2 separate regions of the Gossypium hirsutum genome follow, and region 2 is linked to region 1. A link is a contact called in public Hi-C data. All regions are on one chromosome and are shown on one strand. The core of a region is the stretch at or near the end of the contact, and the rest is flanking DNA. Distances in the headings are between cores, read along the strand shown. Region 1 holds the start of LOC107911554 (oligopeptide transporter 7). Region 2 has its middle 28 kb from the start of LOC107911494.

Region 1 (2,961 bases), core at 135-2,634:
CAAACTGAAAAAAAGGGTAAGTACAGAATTAAAAAAAAAAGTGTGAAGTTAAAATATCAAATATTAAATTAACTGAACTTGGTGTATTGATTCTCATCAGTTAGGTCCAGCTAAGATTTCCCAGCGGAACACTCAAACTGAGCATCGCTATCAGCGTCAGAAAATGAAATCCGAGTTAATAGGCAACTATAGAAAACTACAAAATCGCCGGAATCTGGGAATATCCGTCCGGCAATAATACAAAGCATAATCGGATTACCTGAAGAGAGAAACTTGAACAAGATTTGCAGGCCACCACATAGCTGCTGGTTCCACTAGGTACCTCCTGAATATACCAGCCCATCCGAACCCCAACACCTACCATTCAAAACCCACCAAACTATTTAATTACAACCAAACCAAACCAACACACACACATCAATGCAGCAAGGAATCGACAAAACAGGAACAGACCTGAGTAGTTAGGATGACAATCAAGGAGACAAAGAAAGTAATGTGCTGCTTGTAAAACACCTTCACAACAGTCACAACATGGATGGCATAAACGCTGCCAGCTCCAGAGTTGGCAAAGATTGTAATAAGAACATGTTCTTTGACATTGAAGGGCCCTGGATTCAAGGTGAATTCCCAGCGGCTTCCTTTGAAGAAAACACGTTTTGTTATCTTGGCTGCCATCAATTGGCCAAGAGGAACCACTGCAATCTGGGCTGAGATGGCCGTGATTGTCAAGGGTTCTGTGCGGTACCAAAAGAACTGATTAAGAAACGATAACAGGACACATGAAATGGTGCCTAACACCCACATTCGAAACGTCAGCACTGGTAGCGAAGGGTCATCTGTGGTTGGTACGGTTAAGGCCACTTGTCTCACCGGTGAATTTTCTTCTTCTTCCACTTCTTTGATCTCTGCTTCAGATTTTGATGCCAAGGCCTCTGACCTGGATGATGATAGATTGCTATCATCTTCATCCTTAGATACTGCAAATAAACGACAACAAAAACATCAAGATTCATTGGGTTTTACACATTGAAACACACACACACAAAACAAAGAAGAAAACTCACTGAGAGGAGCTCTTATCTCATCTTCGGATTCTTCCATGGCTTGCTTCTGTTCCTTGGCCACTCAAGCAAAAGACAAAAAAGAATCAATGGGTTCTAACTTAATAATTATAGCATGTTTTAGCAGAAAATGCCCTGCCGTGAGTTCAACAACTATTGGGAATAATAGATAAGCTGTAAAAATTGATTCATGGCTTGGGTTCAAAAATTTAACTCATACATTAACTATATAAATTAATGTTGGGGTCGACCAACCAGCCTTTCTGCTGGTCCACCTCCAGCGGTGAGACACCTTTTTTGCCTTTGTTCATTTCTGTCGACTTTGTGTTAAATTTAGTATATTGAAAAGGATCTCAAATTTATCATTTCTATTAAAGCAATGTTTGTTCTGAATTTATATAATTAAGAGATTTAAATCCAAAATTTGGAAAATTTAACCCAACAAAGAAGGGAAGGTACAGAGTTTCTCCAACCTAACCCTTCTAACAGCTATCAAAACAGGTATACCTGAATGTCTTAAAAGAGTATATAATGAGATTCAAGAATCTTGTGTCGTCCTGACAATTACATATGTACCAAAATACACCTTTTTTTTTTACCATTTTATTGTTTTTTTAAAGAAATTAAAATTAAAAATTTATCATTTAGCAGGTCAAAGCCTGTTTATTTTGATTCCGGTTTTCATAGTTTTACTACTCCAGGCCTTTAATATTATTTTAAACTTCAATTCCACCTAATTTAATTTACTTTCCTATTTAAATTTTATTATTTTAAATCTTTTAATATCTTAGTTTAGCTATCACGGTTGTTATTGCAACAAATTGACATGCTTAAAGTGCATAATGTTTTTCACCAAAAAAAAAAACTATAAAGATTATGAGATCACGGGTAGTTTAGAAATTATATAAAAAGATAACATTTTAATATTATTAAATGAAAAGTTTAATAATATATTGAATGATTATGCATGTGTCACAAAAATGGATTTATTTGGACAAATTGTATGGTCTTAGGTTAAATGGTTATGTCGAATTCAACTTTAAAAATAATATTAATGCTATCATCACATCCTCGAAAAGGAACTGATGTAGCTTACCTTTGGAACTAGCACAATACCTTAGTTCCCAACTAACTTCACTATCAAATACTGCCTTAGGCTCCTTTTGGATGCAAAATCAGCCATGGTGAGATAGAATTTTAGGGAATATTCTTTTTCACTGTAAACATTTGATGTTTGGATAAACAATGGTGAGGTGCAGTTGAAAATTTCAACCTCATTGCCAACCTCATTTTGGATCGAGTTAAAAGCTCCAGTCTATACACAATGGACAGTCAACTTTTTTAGCAGACAAAAATGCCCACATTTTTATTTATTATTTTACCATTTTATCCTTGAAAGTTAAAGTAATTTCTTTCCCAACCTTATTTGTTTTCAAATTTGGAAACTTCACAGACGTTTTGTTTTTCATTGAAGTTAGGTTCCCTCATTTCTATGCCAGAAATTTACTTCTCCTGACTTCCTCACCAAGAACAGAGATAAATCCTTTGAATCTAAGGTAACCCATCTAAATATTCTCCCAAGATTCAAACTTTTTCTATCTTTGCTTCTACCGTTCATTGATTTTAACTCAATGCTTCCACCAGTTGTTTGAATTATTGTTTTCTGTTTACATGATTATCATGCCTGGATCTGATTTAAAAGTTTTATTTTTTTTATCCCAACTGAAGAGCTGGAGTTGTTCAGTTATCTATTGTATTGATTGGGTTATTGTGATTTGCGGTGTTCTACTTGATTTTATTTCATCGTTTTTAGCTTGAAAGCTAGGATCTTTGGGTGAATAAAGACTTGAATTTGAGCATTGAGCTTGGTTTTTAGATATGAAACAACATTGGGTTGCTT
Region 2 (3,436 bases), core at 760-3,259, 140 kb after region 1:
TAATATAAAATTATATTTAGGCATAATGATTTTTTTGTCCTCTAATTTTACAAAAATAATCATTTTACGTTTATTTAATTTTTTGCCTTTTTTTTAACTTTTGAATTTGTATTTTTTTTCAAATCACTCCAAAATAGATGAAAATGTTAACTTTGCTGATGTGACATATACATGGATTACCATGTGGATACCACGCTAGCAATTAATTAATTTTTTAGAATTAAAAATATTAAAAATACTTTTTATAATATTTTAAATAATTTTAATGATTTTTAAAAATAAATTTTTGAATTTTTAAATTTTTAAATTTTTAAATTTTAAATTTTAAATTTTAAATTTTTAAAAACTAATTAAATGTTTATTTTTCATCCACGTGGTAATCCACGTGCATGCAACGTCAACAAAGTTAAAGAAAGCGTTAACTTTTCCTTTCATCTTGGGGTGATTTGATAAAAAAAAAGATCAAGTTTAAGAGCTAAAAAAACGAAAAATTAAATAAAAGACTAAAATAACTTCTTTTCTTTTCTTTTTTTTTGTAAATTTGAAAGTCCAAATAAATTATTATAACTAATAATGAAATAATTAAATGTATAAGGAACATTTTTGTTTGAAGTTACAATTACAGAAAACAGTCAAACAATTTATAAAGAAATTTTTTTCAAAAAAAATTATAAAGAAAATTGATAACTTGATATATACCTTAAATAACAATAATAAGACTTAAGCCAAAAATTGATTTATAAATCATACCATTTTTATCATTTTGGTATTTAATTATTTTTGTCATAAGTGATACTTAAACTATTTTTTTCAAAGTTGGTCCTTTCGTTAGTTAAACTATTACCTTTATTTAAAAAAAAGACTTAATCCATAAATTAATATCTAAACAATACAATTTTTCTTAAATTAGTACCTAAAATTTTTGGGCAATAAGTGATACCTAAACTATTATTCCATTACTCATTTTACCCCAAAATGTTATATCGGTTTAAAAAGTATTAGCCAATAATAGTTTGCCATGTCATATAAACTTTTAAAAAATAATTTTTAATTCTTTTATTCTCTTTTACATTATTTCTTTCTCTTTTTCTCTTTTTTCTATTTTCCCCTTTCTTCTTCCTTTATAATGTTTGCTAGGGCCAACAATTCTCGATATTCACCCTCTTGAGTTCCAAACATTGACAATTAATTTTGTTTTTATACTTCACCGCTTGCTTGCTCGACTTGATGAGATTGAAAAAGTTTTTTCGTCGATCAAAATCAGTATTTTCAAAATCGAATTGAACCAATTGGTTGTATTGAAAATCAACCAAATATCAGTTCGGAAATAGGGGCTGAATGGATTTACCCACAAAATTATACAAATCGGTTGAACCAAGTTAAAAAAAAACTAATTGAAGTAGTTGAACTAATTTTTACTATTTTAAAATATTTTTATTTTTTATGAATTTTTAATAGTCTATCTGGTCGAACTAAATAAATCAAAAACTACAACTTGATCTATTCTAAAAAAACCTTAATCAAAATCATGAAACCAAAACATTTAAACTAAAAAGCTCAAGCTGAGAAAAAGAAGAAAAGGAAAAATATAAAGTAAAAAGAATATATATAAAAGAAAAAATTAATACTTTTTTTATTTTTGTTTTGCAGGATAACAATTTTTAATTGGTTATGTTTATACTGATTGAACTAATAATCACAAAGGTAGAAAGATAGGAAAATTGTATAATTTAAACTCCAATTTATGGTTTAATAATAATAAGAAGAATAGAATGATTTTAACTCAATTACCCAGTAAAGAAAAATCCAAGGTGGGAGAAGAGAAAACAATAATATATAGTAGCTAAGGGGAGGTATCGAAATTTGAGGTAGAGTTGTAGTGCCGGTGATAGAGGGGGCAAGTAGCCGGACGCCTCAGATGCTTTTCACCTGTCTGTCACTGCACTGCACTGCACTGCACTAGACTCCGACTCCAACTCTGCTTACTTCTGGAGAAAGGGGTTTTGGTGACCACCATCTGCACACCCCAAGGTGGTCCCATTTTCTTGTCATTTTGCCACATCACCCCCACCATGTTTTTGGGTGGAGTCTCATTCTCACTTCTCTTATGATGATGATATCATAATACGTCCACACACAGAGCATGAAACTTGGCATAGAAAAAATTTATGTAACTTGTAATATTGTGCATCTTTTTAGTATAATCGTAATTTTCTGACCTTTTCTTTTCTCCTTAATGTTGAAATCATTTTTTTTAAATTTGAAAAAAACGAGGATCGACTTTGAAAATAAAAATGGGAGCCGCTACCGATCTTTTGTTGAGGTGTGACCAGATCACCTTGAAAACAATTTTAGGTCTACGAATTTGAGAAAATAGGTTCGGGAGTTGATTACGCACGAGGAAGGGTTAGCACCCTCGTAACGCCCAAAATTGGTACCGAATCGATTGTTTAATGTCTCAGTGTCGAAAAATACGATCCTTTTAAAGTTTAAATTTGAATAATAAAACACACTCATTTCGGAGAAATAAATTGCCACACTCAGTAAGTTAAAGTGCAACGATTCAATCGTCAAAATTAAGTATGTCTTTTTAATTTTCAAATTTTAAAATTCATGCATTTTGAGAAGGTTGTTCGGTCATTTAAGTCAAATGAGAAATCAGAATCCAGTAAGTTAGGTTTCGATTTCTTGAAGTTATTAAACGTCAAACATTGTCTTTATTTTAAATTTGGGATAAAAAAATGTCACATCCAGTAAGTTAGGATCCAACATTTTAAAATCTTGAAAACTTTATTTTAAAAGTTGTGTGGTTTTAATACAATAAACACTTGGCTATTCAAATTCATCGAGAAGAATTGAAGCCCAGTAAGTTAGGGCACAATTCTCTTGAGAGCTATGAACATCATGCCTTTTTGAAAATTATGAAATAGAATGATTTGTTGTGCTTTAAAAATAATACAATTCTTACAAATGAAATATGATTGAATAGCAATACATAACGAAAAGGATAAATAACAACCCAAACATACATTAAGAAAACAAACAAATAATAGGTAAATGCAAATAACAATAATTATTTTAGTCATATCATACAAATACTAATATCAATAATTAAGCACCCCATAAATTAATAATCAATTTCAAAAAGATACTCAAGATAATAATAATAATAATAATAATAATAATAATAATAATAATAATAATAATAATAATAATATTATGAAGATTTGATACGATTTGATAATGAAAAAAAAAGGTTTAAATGAATTTAATGAAAAATTTATTAAAAAATGAAAAAAAATAAGATAAAAGTGAATAACTTAAAATTAATACCTGCGTTTTGATTTATAAAAAATAAAATCTAATGTAAATAATAGTATATATAGTAATAATATATAAAAAAAGGCAAAATGAAATAGTAAATATAAAAGGAATA

Evidence for each region. A called contact is a pair of places that touch in the nucleus more often than the background predicts.
Region 2: a Hi-C map of leaf shows a contact between it and region 1, with 1.9 times the contacts expected there. The contact joins the enhancer-like site here to the promoter of LOC107911554 in region 1. A contact is called at or near these places in 2 of 34 Hi-C or Micro-C datasets (both in leaf).

The regions. Positions count from the first base shown.
Region 1 is chrD08:40,977,111-40,980,071 of Gossypium_hirsutum_v2.1, forward strand. It overlaps LOC107911554 (oligopeptide transporter 7), which reads right to left and starts at 1,385. Exons shown (of 7, transcript XM_016839396.2): 1 at 1,065-1,385; 2 at 454-977; 3 at 260-357. The coding sequence starts at 1,101.
Region 2 is chrD08:41,117,217-41,120,652 of Gossypium_hirsutum_v2.1, forward strand. No RefSeq gene overlaps it. Among protein-coding and RNA genes, the nearest start is that of LOC107911494, 28 kb to the left of the region's middle. Within about 2 kb of position 2,010, at least 2 of the 9 cell types and tissues checked have an H3K27ac peak or open chromatin away from gene starts, as enhancers often do. A contact at or near this core is called in leaf, where this site is marked.